Regions from separate parts of the Rattus norvegicus genome. Here region 1 is linked to region 2. Evidence: chromatin contacts called from public Hi-C data. All regions are on one chromosome and are shown on one strand. Each heading gives the region's core, a stretch centred on a gene start, on an enhancer-like site or on the middle of the called end of the contact. The rest is flanking DNA. Distances are from core to core; before and after follow the strand shown. Region 1 holds the start of Leo1 (LEO1 homolog, Paf1/RNA polymerase II complex component). Region 2 has its middle 31 kb from the start of Bcl2l10.

Region 1 (7,556 bases), core at 1,282-3,781, 61 kb before region 2:
ATATCTTGCAACTATGCTTCAAAGAAATTTTAATAATTTAAAGGGGTTTAGGAGTCATAGAAAACATTTTAGAATGAATGAATGAAAGTGAAGACATTACACCAATTCTTAGGGGACAAAAGGAAAGCAGTGTCACTCGAAAGGAAACATCTCAGTCAAATACCTACCTTAACATCGTAAGAGATCAGAAAAAGAAAGCCCAAGCCAGGCAGTGGTGGCGCACACCTTTGACCCCAGGACTGAGGAGGCAGAGGCAGGCAGATCTCTGAGTTCGAGGCCAGCCTGTTCTACAAAGCAAGTTCTGGGACAGCCGGGGCTACATAGAGAAACCCTGTCTGGGAGGGGGAGGGTCTGGAGGGGGAAAGCAGCAAGGGAACAGAAAATGAAAAAACAGTAGATAATCAATAAAAACAGTAGTTTTTTTTTTCTTCAGCAAATAAGTTCTTATAGTCTCATTGGATTGCCTGTGACTTGTGCCAATCCTCCTGCCTCTTGTCTTTGAGTGTTAGGATCATAGAGATGCACATCATGCCTGGCTAACAGCTCATTCCTTTAAAACTAACAAAATTAAACCTTCAGGCAGACTGTCCAAGAAAAAAAAAAAAAAAGCAAGACTCGAATTACTAAAGTCAGGAATGCAAGTGGGCACGCCATTATTGATCTCACAGAGACAAAGATTATAAACCTTAAATAACGCTAGAAACCTAGACACATTCCTTCTGAGGTCAAGAACAATATCTACTTTTGCAAGCCCCATTCAAACCTCATAAAGAGAGCACTAGCAGGAGGAAGGTAAATAAACAGGTAAGGGAAAGAAACGGGACAACTATCTCTAATCACCCTGGCATGGTTTCACATGTAGAAAACCCCATGGGAGCCACAAAAACTATTACAGTGAATATATGAGTATCAGGATAGCACCAAGTCACAAGATCAACGTATAGCAGAAATAAAAAATATGAAGTAACTACTAACTGAAAGCGGAGGTACACATACTTAATACCAGCACTCACCGAGGTAGGGGGATCAGAAGTATAAAGTCGACAAAGGCAACATACACAGCAGATCTGTAGAAGAAAGAGAGGAAAAGGAAGGGAAGGAAGGAGGGAGGGAGGCAGGCAGGCAAGGCAGGCAGACAAGCAGGCAGGCCTACCAAGTTCTACTGTTACATCCATAGCAACTTCAAGACCAAGAGCAATTGTCAAGGACAGCACACCAGACCTGGAAGTAAATCTTAGAGCGCCCACTAACTCAATGGTAAAGTGGAAGGAAACTGCCATGACCTTAAAAGAAGTTTTAAAAAGAAAAGATGGGGTTGGGGGGTGATCTTCGAATTGCAATCTGTAAACTCCACTTCCCTAGGCTACGGGTTGCTATGAGAAAGCACCGCAGATACACCTCACTAAACAATGCTTTCAACTGTGTATCGGAAAAGCGCTAAGCATTAATGTAAGCTGGGAGAGGGGAACTTGTTTTCTCCTGATCGCGTCCCAACACCTAAAAGAGGTAGCTAGGAAGTGCTAGGAGTCCTTGTTTACTCAATGAATGAAAAGCTTCATGGGAAACATGGGAAGGTTTACACAGAATTGTGCCTCGAAGACACGGTGACTAAACTAAGAGAAAAACACACTAGCAAAAACACTAGCAGGGCAGGAATTAGTATACGGTCATATTCCGGGCTTAACCTGAGTAGAACCATCACAGGGGAGTTCAGTTCTCTGTACTTTTACCTAGTGCTCCTGTCACACTGGAGTAATTACATACTAACTGGAGTTGGCGACAAATGGGGGGGAGGGGGCAAGGAAATGACATGTGTACAGGTTGATTTGGGCCCGGAGGGCTGCAAGAATTCTGAAGATCATCTCGGATCTTTCCTCATTCTTCTTCTATTCATATCTCAAATTCAGATATTCGTAGACCTGTGCCAGAAGTGCCCCCATGAACCAGAATTCATTCATTCATCACAAATCCTCTGTCACTCTTCTCCAACCACCCCCAGAAGCTTCCCCATTCTTACATCACAGACAAGGAAACCAGCTTTCTGCACAGGCTCTCCAAGGGCACCCCATTTCCAGTGTGCGTAGACCTTCGGTATAGCTCCAACCTGATCCCTCCCAGACCCTCCAGGAGCATCTGCAGTCTCCCCGTTGAGTCGCTCTTTCACAAGGGGCGTTATCACGCCCGATGGGTAGTTGAACAGCCACCCCATCAATCGGCCAAGTGTGCACGGAGGTGCACAAGCCACTCGTTCTCATTCTGCCCCACAACGAGCCCAGGCCGGTCTCTAACCGTCCAGGCACAGACTCCGCGCCCGTGTCTCGGGAGAGGCTGGCACCGCCGGGCATGCAGGGGGCGCTGGGCAAGAGCGTGGGGGCAATCACGTTGCCCGGAACCGCGCCTCCGGCCGGAAAGCAATCCGCCGCCCCATGCACCCATCCGCGGAGCTCCCCGCCCTACGCACCTTTGCGCTCGGCCTCGCTCTCAGCTTCGCTCCCGAAGAGGTCCTCCATGTCCGCCATGGCAGCTGGGTCCGCGGCCTTGGCCTGGTCGACTCGAGCCTGCTTTACGGCCGGAGCAGTCCACGCACGACGTGTCGTAAAGAGCCGCACAAAGACCCACTTTGCCTCTGTGACCTAGTTTTGGACTGCAGTCGGCGGGCTCCGCCCCTAGAGTGTCTGTGCTCACCACCTAGCCCGTTAGCCTGCTCGCCTGCATTATGAAGCATGGGATGTCCAGCCGACTTGTTTACGACTTGTCAGCTGCGGCCAGGTTTCTTAAAAATAGTTGAGGGCGGGTGTGGTCGCTCTGCACTGGGTAGGCAGATCTCTTTGAGTACCAGGCCAGCTTCGTTTACATAGCAAGTTTCGGACAGACAGACAGCTATGGCTACACACGTAGACCCTGTGACAAAAGAATAAAACTTAAGTCATTGAGAGCTCTAGCCTGAAGCACGCCTGTAATCCAGCACTCTAGAGGCAAAGGGTTAGAAATTCATCCTCGACTGCATAACAGTGTTGGAATCCTTGAGAACCACACCCTTTAAAAAAAAAAGACCTCATGAGATAGTTCGGTAAATGACCTGCCCTTCAAGACTAAAGACCTGGTTTCAGAAAACCCAGCACCTACTTAAACCCAGACATGGCTTCCAACATCCATAATCCCGCTATCAGGTTTAATAAAGGACCCTCTCTTAAAATAGAGATGCTGGATGGTGGTGGCGAGGCCAGCCTGGTCTACAGAGCAAGTTCCAGGACAGCCAGGCTATACATAGAGACTTGTCTCTCAAAAAAAAAGGTTCTGCGTGGTGGGGTGGGCGGGGTGAAGAGCAATCCAGGAATACACTGGAAATGGGCCTTTGACCTCTAGGCACATGGGCAGTAGCTCAGTACAGAGCTTGCCTATTAGTAGTGACGTTCAAATTCAATCTGCACTGGAAAAATAAAAGATTTAGGACTAATAATCCCAACATGGGAGGCTGAGGCAGGAAGACAACAGAATTTGAGGCCAGTTCGGGATACAAAAAGAGCTGGATTAAGAAGAAGGATGAAGAACTGGAGAGATGGCTCAGCGGTTAAGAGCACTGACTGCTCTTCCAGAGGTCCTGAGTTCAACTCCCAGCAAACACATGGTGACTCACAACCATCTGTAATGGGATCCAATGCCCTCTTCTGGTGTCTAAAGATATAGCTACAGTGTGTTCATATACATAATAAAGAAATTTAAAAAAAAAGGATGAAGCGTTTTAGGTTAGTGTCTGACAGTATTTGCCAACTTCTGATCTCTTCTTTAAATTACTATTAAAATACATTTATTTTTATTTTTTAAAATGTGCTTGGGTGTTTTACTTTGCAGATAGATAGATAGATAGATAGATAGATAGATAGATAGATAGATGATAGATGCATATGTGCACCACGTGCACACCTGGTACCCGAAGACATCAGAAAGTGGCATCAATCACATCCCCTGGGCCTGGGGTTGAAGATGGCTGTGAGCTGCCAGGTGAGTGCTATGAATCAAACCCGGGTTCTCTGGAAGAACAACCAGTGCAACCCAGCCAGTGTTCATAACCACAGAGCCATCTCTCCAAACCTTTGCTTCCAACCATTTTTGTTTGTTTGCTTTAGAATTTTAGGTAAGAGATTGTAGATCTATAAGAGAGATGGGCATGGTTCTCAACGTGTGGGTTGTGACTTCCTTGACAAATCTTTCTCTCCAGAAATATTTCTATCGTGATTCACTATAGTAGCAAAAACAAACAAACAAAAACAATTGTGAAGTAGCAACAAGAATAATTTTATGGGCTGGAGAGATGGCTCAGTGGTTAAGAGCACTGACTGCTCTTCCAGAGGTCATGAGTTCAATTCCCAGCAACCACATGGTGGCTCACAACCATCTGTAATGAGATCTGGTGCCCTCTTCTGGCCTGCAGTCACTATATGCAGGCAGAATGCTGTACATAAAATAAATAAATAAATCTTTAAAAAAAGAATAATTTTATGTTGGCGTTGGGAGGTGGCCACACACATGTATTAAAGGGCGGGAGCACTAGGGAGGTGGAGAACCATGAGAACCATTGCAAGAAGATATATTCTACTGTATTACTGTTTTGATGTGTGAAAAGCAGGAGGAGATAGAGAGGTTAAGTGGCTCTTGATGACATAGCCAATATGATCTGCTCGGCCATAATGTAAATAATCACGTAAAATTTGTCAGCAGTCTTTGAGTTGGGTGTAGGGCTTGTCCTGTTGTCACAAACAAGGCTGGTCTCAGGCCCAGGCTCCTCTGAGTGCTTGGACTGTAAGCATTTAACATTTAACCATTTCATTTTATTTTATTTTACAGACAGGATGTCATGTAGCTCAAACTGGCTTCAACTCTCTTTGTGGCTGAAGCTGGCCTGCAGAACCTCTGAGATCCTCCTACCTCTTTAAGTGTAAAAACTGGATTAGAGTCACCTGGCCTGGTTTGGTATTTGACTCTTATAACAAATACATATCCATAATTAGTAACTAAATATCCCAAGGGAATCTTTAATGTAAATTAAATAAAGCAAGAGGAAAGGGGAAAGAAGGGGAAGGGAAGGAGTGAGGGACAGAGAGAACAGTTGTACGTGAGGTATGCTGGGCTTCTCAAGAGTGGATGGTAAGAAATAAGTCAGTTGGGTACCTTTAATCCAAGCACTTGGGAGGCAGAGCAGGCTGATCTCTGAGTTCAAGGCCATCTTGGTCAAGGGAGTGAGTTTCAGGACAGCTGGGGCTACACAGAGAGACAGTTTGGAAAAACAAAACAAAAAATTACAAATTAAAAGAAATTCGTCTAAGACATATAGTTAAGGAAGAAAAATTTAAGTACCGTACATACATGCAAAACTACCATTAAAATTCTGTGTCCTGGCCACAGTGGCACTTGTGCAAGCAGAGGCAGGTGGATCTCTGTGAGTTCAAGGACAGGCTGGTCTACAGATCAAGTTCCAAGACAACCAGGATGGCATATTTGAGACCCTGTCTCAAAAGAGCAAAAAAGGAAACAGAACCCAAACCTCTGTGTATAGCACGAAATTGACCAATTGTCTGCAGAAAAGCCGATCAGTAGAAGCTGGAAATGGTGGTTGCCTCCTGAGAAAGAAACCCAAGAACGGTAGAGTAGGCAGGGGAGAAATGCCATCATTAACTTTTTTAAAAGATTAATTATTTTTATCTGTACACACACACACACACACACACACACACACACACACACACACACACACACACACATATGCCCCTACCTGTGCCTGGTGTCTCTACATGTACCACCCGCAGAAACCAGGAGAGGGCATCAGATCCTCTGGAACTGGAGTTATGAACCACTTAAAATGGATGCTAGGACCCAACCTCAAATCTTCAGTGTAGTACCAGCTCATAACTGCTGGGCCATTTCTCCTGCTCCACTACTGCCTTTTTTAAAAAAATACCCCCTGGGTTTTGTATAAAATATCCTCTAAAATTAAAGTCAAATTTAGAAATTCTAAAACGTTACCAAATGCCACTGGTGCTTAATTAGCTCTGGGTGCAAAGATTTTTTTTTTGTTCTCTTTTTTAGATTTTTGTACAATGGGGATATATTAGAATGAGTAAGGACATATTTTCTTTTTATCTAGTAGTACAGACTGTGTTGTGGCTTTCCTACTATTTGGCGTGCTGGTTAGGGTTTCGTTTGTCAACTTGACATAAGCTAGAGTCATCTGGAAAGAGACGCCCTCAAGCAGGAACATGCATCCATCAGATTGGCCCTTAGGTAAGCTGTAGGGAATTTTCTCCGTTAATGATTGCGGTGGGAGGGCCCAGTGCATTATGGGTGGCGCCACCGCTGGGCAGGTGGTTCTGGGTCATATACCAAGCCTGGGAGCAGCACGCCTGCCTCCAGGGCTCTGCTTCAGCCCTTGCCTTGAGTTTCTGCCCAGATTTCCCTTCAAGATGGAATGTACACTGTAAGGTGAAATAAGCTCGTTCCTTCCCAAATTGCTTCTAGTCAATGTTTTGTCACAACAATAAAAAGTAAACTGACATTTGGCGTGGAGGATTCTGACAATTGTTTTTATAATTGTAGCGGCAATGCATAATGTAGTATAAACTGAAAATCACACTAGTTGCCCCCGCCCTCTGTGTGTGTGTGTGTGTGTGTGTGTGTGTGTGTGTGTCTGTACATACTTGGCACTATAAAACTTATTTGGACGTGAAGCTAGTTTCCATATGAAAGAATTTTCTGGTTATTTAGAAACAGACAGAAAATACACTTCCTAAAATTAAGTTTAAGCTCTCTTCCCAAAATTCTGACAACTATTCTGTTCTTAACCTTCATTTCTTCCCATTGCCATGGGCTTTTAGGAGATTCGATTGTCAACTTCAAAGCCCTGGTAAATTCCCAATATAAATGAGAGAGTTTGGACAAGGAAAGATGAATGTGGAAAGTGTTTGGGTACACTTCCTATGAAAATGTGTATTTATGTGGAGAAAAGAGAAGAAAAAAAACCAAACCACATCAAACAGAAGAACGCTACTAAATCAGAAAGCATTTCTTAGGAGAGAAATTAAGGTGGACCTTTTGTTGGTTGGGAGCTTTCCCCTCCACCGCAAAGGGGCTTGGGAGGAGGCTGGGTTTAGTTACTTCCTGCCTGTTGAGGGTTACCAGGGAGCTATGTCCTGGAAAGACCTCAGCCAGCAGGCAGGATGAGGTCAGCTGCGGCACTAGCAAGGGGAGGGGACTTAGAAGAGAGGAACCCGCGGAGGAGGCGGGGCCGGGAGGGAGGAGAGTGACAGCTGTAAGGATACCAAGGAAACCCAGTACCCAGAAGCAGAGACCAGAGGACAATAGAGATGGTGAAAGGAGATGAAAGAACAGCTTTAAAGTGCCTATTGAAATCTTGTTAGGGAGGGCAAGGGGAGGACGAGGGGACTAAAGAGAGAGCTCAGTGGTTAAGAGAAGGTAGCGCTGTGTGTGTGTGTACACCCCGCTGACTGTGGGCTGGTCTTAAACTCTGGTGGAGTACGCCTTTAATCTCAGCACTCAGGAGG
Region 2 (6,990 bases), core at 1,978-4,477:
TCCTTAAGTAGGCCAGGAGTGGCTTTTGGGGTGTAGCTGGTAGTCATAGAGTTCCTGGGGAAAGAGGTGGGATTTCATCAGCCACCTTGTCTGCTATGGTGCTGCATACAGGTGTCATTAAGCTCACCAAGCAGACATGTCCGTGTGTCCATGTCAGCACCTGGAGGGCCTCGCCGCTCGCGTGCTGCTGCAGGCCAGGTGATGGGATTCTGCTCATGCTGCCCTCTTTAAACTTCACCCCAAGCCTCTTTTTCATGTCTACCTTAAACCGCAGACTGATGTCTGTACACTTAGACTCCTCCCATAGCTGCCTTACTTGAACCTCTCACTAGCTCCAGCTGCAACTGAGATAGTGCCCTGGGCAGTACTGACTTAAGCATGCAGGCCTCAGAGTCGAGTCCCGACTAAATCTCACGCTTCAGCCGTGGCTTACCAGCTTTGCCCTTGCATAGGCTTCTTATTCATAGACAGGGCCATTAATATACAACTTACAGGTTACCATAAAACTTAAATGAGGGAGGGGCTGGAGAGATGGCTCAGTGGTTAACAGCACGGATTGCTCTTCCAGAGGTCCTGAGTTCAATTCCCAGCAACCACATGGTGGCTCACAGCCATCTGTAATGGGATCTGATGCCCTCTTCTGGTGTGTCTGAAGACAGCTACAGTGTACTTATATATAATCAATAAATCTTTTTTTAAAAAAAGACTTAAACGAGAACACTGAATACAGGCATTTAGCATGGTGCTTGGTACTTAGAATATGCCTGATTTTCACGTGTGTGAGTTTTGCATGTACATTTGTCTATCACGCCTATGCCTAGCGTCCAGAGATCAGGAGAGGGTGTCAGATGACTTGGAACTAGAATTAATGACAGTTGCTAGCCACCAATCGGATGCTGGGATTCAAACCTAGGTCCTCTGGAAGAGCTGTCAGGGCTTTAAATCTTTACTAAGCCACTATTCCAGAGTCAGATTTATCTTTGATTATGTGTGAGTGGGTGTGTGTGTGCGTGTGTATTGTGCAGTGCTCACGGAGGTCAGGAATATTGGATCCCCCAAAGCTGGAGTCACTGACTGCTATTAGCGTCTCAGTGTGGGTACTGGAAACTGAATCCAGGTTTTCTGCAAGAGCAGTGTGTGCTCTCCAGTCCCCTTTAGTAAGTTTTTTTTTTTTATAATATTTGTCCTATTTGAATTATTGTCCATTTGTTACTGGAGTTAGGTCCAGCTTAGACCCTGACAATCCTCAAATAGGCCAGGCTCAGCCATCTGCCTTCAAAAGGCCTGCTGAAGGGACAAATTGATACTAAAAACCGGAAAAGGGCAGATTTGGGAGACAAACAAATCAAAGGTCCTATGACCACCCAGCCCCCTCCCGAGTCTATTTTCTAAGTCCTAACATGAAGCTCTGGTGTAAGTAAGGGGGGGGGGGGTTGGGGATTTAGCTCAGTGGTAGAGCGCTTGCCTAGGAAGCACAAGGCCCTGGGTTCAGTCCCCAGCTCCGAAAAAAAGAACAACAACAACAAAAAAAAGTAAGGGGTCAGGGGTGTAGAACAGGTCTCACGTGAGGCCTGGTCCCATTCATTATCATTGCATGGGCTCCAGTCTCTTTTAAATGGTGGACAAGCTGTAACTCTGTTTCTAGGAGACAACGTCCCTCTCCACCACCCCACCCCTCAGGTATCCAGGTATGAGACAGCCCTGGATATTCCAGCTTTGGAGAGTTCATTGTTTCAATAGTCTGATGGTCTCTGTCATCTGCCTGCCTGCCTCTGCCCCTCTCTCTCTCTCTCTCTCTCTCTCTCTCTCTCTCTCTCTCTATCTCTCTCTGTGCGCACACACGTATTTTAGAAATCTGTCCTGCCAGGACTGTTTGTTCATTCTTTCCAGAGCAGATAGAAACACTCCGACTGTCTTCAGTAAGTAATCTTTCCACGTTAGAACGTCGTATCTTGACGGCCAGGGCTTTCTGCTGTAGCTCTGGGCTCGCTTTCTGTCTTTTCTCACTGAGCCAGACTCTTGCTACAAACAGTTCCATGTGGGAAGCCTTCTGCCCGCAAGGCCAGCCTGATTCATATCCACTTTCCAGGTTTGCCAAGAGCAGTCTCTGTCCCTAAATCCCAAACAAAATATTCATCAGGAAGCCGAAAGCCCTGGGGTCTGGAACCGAAGTCTTCTCTAGCCTTGGGTAAATTTTATACCTTTTCTAGAAATCCATGCCCTATCCATCTGTAGGTCCTGTGGTAATAGCAAGAATCAGTCTCTCACCACCTCCCTAGCTTTGGTCTCTGTGAGATGCAGCCTGCCCTTAGGGATTTGGACAATATCCTGATAGGTTCCCTGCTGCTGCCGTGATCTCTGACAGCTTCGTTCTAACCACTTGTTTGCTTTGTTTGTTTTTTTTATATATGAGCCTACAATGGCCATTCTTTCTTTTCTTTCTTTCTTTCTTTTTTTTTTTTTTTTTTTTTTTTTGCGGAGCTGGGGACCAAACCCAGGGCCTTGCGCCTCCTAGGCAAGCGCTCTACCCTGAGCTAAATCCCCAACCCCGCTTTGTTTGTTTTTTAAGATGTGATCTTACTCTGTTTCCAGGCTGGTCTAACACTCAGCAGTTCCCCTGCTTCTGCTGAGGATTATGGGTATGAACTACCATGCCTAAGCAGATTGAGCCCTTTTATTAAAAAAAATTAAAGATTATTAATAAAATATTACCTATAAATTTATGAGAGAGAGAGAGAGAGAGAGAGAGGCTTCTGAGGAGGCAGAAGAGGCATTAGGTCCTCTGGAGTTCCTGGCATGATAGGCAGTTGTAAATTACCATCCCCAAACCCCAGATGTAGTCTGGGGCCCATACATATCCAGTGCTCTGAGCTCATCTGGTCAGTCCTCAACACTCAGGTTTTGACCGGGAGGCACATTGTACCTGCCAGCACAGGCTCCCCTCCCACCACCTGACTTCATACCTCCCCGGCTTATCCGACCTCCGGACCCAGTCCAAGCTGCACATCTTGAGCTATGGCCAAGCCTGATATATCTGTCTGGTTCTGCCCTGTGTGTACGCTCTCCAATCCCCAGATCTAGCCTGGGCCCACATCTAGGGAGTGGGAGTCTACTCAGCTCCACCCATGTCATACCAAACTGCCAGGATTTGGCCATAACACACATCCTGCCTGCCCGCCCAGCCTGGCCCCACCTCCTACCACATGACTTCAACCTGTGTCACAACCAACTTCCAGGACCAACAGGAGCCAACACACCTCACACTGCAGCCCAGTCTGGTGACACTGTATCTGACACAGAACAAACAAAAGATGTCCACATGCCCAGGCTTCATTGGAAAAAAAAAACCAAACAATATAAAAGATGAACACAGTATGTGCCCCTCCCCCGTTCACCAGTCCTGTAGAATTACCTAGTTGAACACAAGGGCACAGAATTTAAAAGAATACACATAAGCTTCAGAGAATTCAAGGAGGGCAAACAATACAACAGCTCAATACACTTAAAGAAAATGTAATGAGAGAGTAAACATCTTGGAAAGATGCCCAAGAAAACACAAACATAATTCTGAATGAAATTGATGATCTGGAATTCGAAAACAGAATCCAATAAAGAGAAATACTGGTGAGCACACAGGTTGGAGTGAAGACGGGATTAAAATAGCCTAAGTAGAAAAGTCAGGGGCAGCCCTTGCAAGTAGAACGGATCAAATAGAAGACAGAATGTTAGGATTTGAAGGTCAAGCAGAAGAATCAGACCACAGGAGCAAAGAATATGAAACACACACATGGCGGGGTGTGGAAGGGGGCGGGGTTATGCAGAACTACAGAATGCAATAAAAGACTAAATCTGCAAATTATATGCATGGATGAAGTAGGAAAGTTCTAGGTCATTGTCATAAACCAGATTTTCAACAGGATCATAAAAGACGTCCTCAAACTAAGGGAGGACATACAGATAGATGCAATGAATGCATAGAACATCAACTACAGGAGACCAGAAGAGCTCCCCAGGGCATGTCATAGCTAAAACACTATGTAGACGACAGAGTATTAGAAATGGCTAGAGAAGAAAATGTAAGTCGCATATAAAAGAATGACATCTCTTGTTTGGTTGGTTGGTTTTTGAGTCAGGGTTTCTCTGTGTAGAGATGGCTGTCCTGAGCCTTGCTCTAGAGACCAGGCTGTCCTTACACTTATTGAGATGCACCTCTGCCTCCTGAGTGCTGGGATTAAAGGTGTGCACCACCACTACCTGGAAACATTTTTTTAAAAAGATTTATTTATTATGTATACAGTGTTCTGCCTGCATGTATGCCTCCAGGCCAGAAGAGGGCACCAGATCTCATTACAGGTGGTTGTAAGTCACCATGTGGTTGCTGGGAATTGAACTCAGGGCCTCTGGAAGAGCAACCAGTGCCCTTAACCCCTGAGCCATCTCACCAGCCCACAACTGGTTTCTTAATGAAAACGTGGAAAGCCAGAAGATCTTGGAACAATGCACTGCACATTATAAGAGGCTATAGCTGCTAGCGTGGACCGCTCTGCCCACCAAAACTGTCTGCCATCGTTGAAGGAGAGGGAAAACAGTGATACACACAAGCTGAAAAGAATTCATATCCAGGGTACCAACTCTAACAGAATATTGGAAACAATTCTCCAGCCTGAAGAGAGGAATAAGTATAACCAAGGTGCTGTAGTTAAAAAACAAAGCTGCAAACATTGAAACAGAGTCTGACTAAGATCACAAACAGCAAAAAGACAATAAAATGCACTCAGTGTACAACCTTCAAATGTAACTTAACACTGTAATCGAAAGGCACAGGCTGGCTGAATAGATCAAGAAACAAAATCTGGGGTTGGAAAGATGGCCAAGTGGCTAAGAGCACTGACTGTTCTTCCAGAGGACCCACACCATGGCTGATAACTATAACTCCGGTTACAGGGCATCTGACAGCTGTTTCTGACATCCATGGGCACTGCACACATGTGGGCTGCAGACATGCATGCAAGCAGAACACCCATACACATAAGAGAAAGATAAACCGGGCATGACGCCATGTGCCTTTAGACCTGGCACTTGGGAAGCCCTGGTAGGTGGATCTCTGTGAGTTAGAGGCCATCCTGGTCTAAGTGAGTTCCAGGAGACCTTGTCCCCCAGAGAAGTAAATTAATTAATAAATCTCAAACTTAAGAAAAAGAATTTCCGGGGCTGGGGATTTAGCTCAGTGGTAGAGCGCTTGCCTAGGAAGCGCAAGGCCCTGGGTTCAGTCCCCAGCTCCGAAAAAAAGAACCAAAAAAAAAAAAAAAAAAAAAAAAAAAAAAAAAAAAAAGAAAGAATTTCCTTTTTCTGCTGTCTGCAATAAACTCACATTTAGGATGCTTTAAAAATCGGGGATCATCTTAAAGTGAAAGAACAGAAAACAGTTCTCCAATCAAATGAACAAGAAGGTGAGAAGGCACTGCTATCCTGGTATCTGACAACATGGACTTCACCCTAAAGCTCATCAGAAGAGATAAAGGACAACACTTCAGAACAGTTAAAAAAAATTACAGTCCTAAACATAAATGCACCAAACTCTGAGGCATCTGACTTCACAGAAAGTGCACTGCTGGGATTAAAGATACAGATTCACGGGGTTGGAGATTTAGCTCAGTGGTAGAGTGCTTGCCTAGCAAGCACAAGGCCCTGGGTTCGGTCCCCAGCTCCGAAAAAAAAGAAAAAAAAAAGATACAGATTCACACCCACTCAGTAGTAGATGACAATGTCAGCACTCCACTGTCCCAACTGACAGGCCACCTGAACAAAAACAGAAACATAAGAATCAAAAGCCGTCACACAGCAAATAGACTTAGTACATCTCTACAGAATATTTTACCCAAACACCAAGTAATAGACATTCTACCCAGCAGCCCATGGGAGCTGCTTTAAATAGGCCACATCCTGGGGCACAAACCTTAATAAATTCAGAAAAAAATTAAATTCCCTCAGTGTATACTACCTGAACACAATGTAATAAAGTTTAAGACCAACAGAAAACAAATCTCTGGTAGGTACTCAGAATCATTAACTCATAATGATGTATGGGTCAAAGAGATCAAGAAAAAATTCCTAGAGCTAATTGAAAACAAAACCTTGGGGCTGGAGAGATGGCTCAGCAGTTAAGAGCACTGGCTGCTCTTTCAGAGGACCTGAGTTCAAATCCCAGCAACGATATGGTGGCTCACAACCATCTGTAATGGGATCTGGTGCCCCCTTCTGGTGTGTCTGAAGACAGTGACAGTGTACTCATATAAATAAAAATTAATAAAAACCATTAAAAACAAAACAAAACCTTGAAACACTCTAAAAGTAGCCACATGAGGGAGGTGAGTAAGTTTAATTAACTCCTTTAAAAAAATCAAACGGCTGGGTGTGGTACTGCACGCCTCTAATCCCGGCATTCAGGAGGCAGCGACAGAGTAACTAACTTAATCGCCCAATGTCTGGCACTCACTTATGGTGTTCTGATCTCTTCCAAAGGTCTGGGTTTCGTCTCCAGCACCACCTTCTGTCCATAGCACACCTTGTCTCCGAGGCTCAGGCTGGCTTTGTGCCAAGATGCTGCTGCTCTTGCTGGTCATCCCACGCTATGTGTCTCCAAAATTTGAGGAGTGTTCTCCTGCAGGTGGGCTACACTTTCATCAGTAGCCTCTCCTGGGCTCTCTTCAGGGGCTTCAGCTGTTCTCCATGACCCCTTCATGCCTTCCAAACCTGTATCGCCTGGGAGACTTTCACGCTACCAGGCTTGCCTGCCAGCACTTGGCTGCCTCCGAAGCATAGCTTTCTGTGTGTGCTGACCCGGAGGAAATCTTCCCAGATTTCACATCATTGATGCTGGCCTCTGTGTGTGTGTGTGTGTGTGTGTGTGTGTGTGTGTAGGGGTGGGGTGGGTGGGTGGGTGGGTGTGGTGTGTGGACCCGTGTGGGCTTATGTGCACCACTGGTACTG

What was found. Hi-C and Micro-C count contacts between places; a contact is called where the count stands out from the background.
Region 1: a Hi-C map of kidney shows a contact between it and region 2, with 2.5 times the contacts expected there. The contact joins the promoter of Leo1 here to the enhancer-like site in region 2. A contact is called at or near these places in 12 of 12 Hi-C or Micro-C datasets (the A7r5 cell line, the Rat2 cell line, Schwann cells and 7 more).

The regions. Positions count from the first base shown.
Region 1 is chr8:85,075,011-85,082,566 of GRCr8, reverse strand. It overlaps Leo1 (LEO1 homolog, Paf1/RNA polymerase II complex component), which reads right to left and starts at 2,531. Exons shown (of 12, transcript NM_001005548.1): 1 at 2,462-2,531. The coding sequence starts at 2,519.
Region 2 is chr8:85,015,333-85,022,322 of GRCr8, reverse strand. No RefSeq gene overlaps it. Among named protein-coding and RNA genes, the nearest start is that of Bcl2l10, 31 kb to the right of the region's middle. Within about 2 kb of position 3,227, at least 6 of the 93 cell types and tissues checked have an H3K27ac peak or open chromatin away from gene starts, as enhancers often do. A contact at or near this core is called in hepatocytes, kidney and liver, where this site is marked.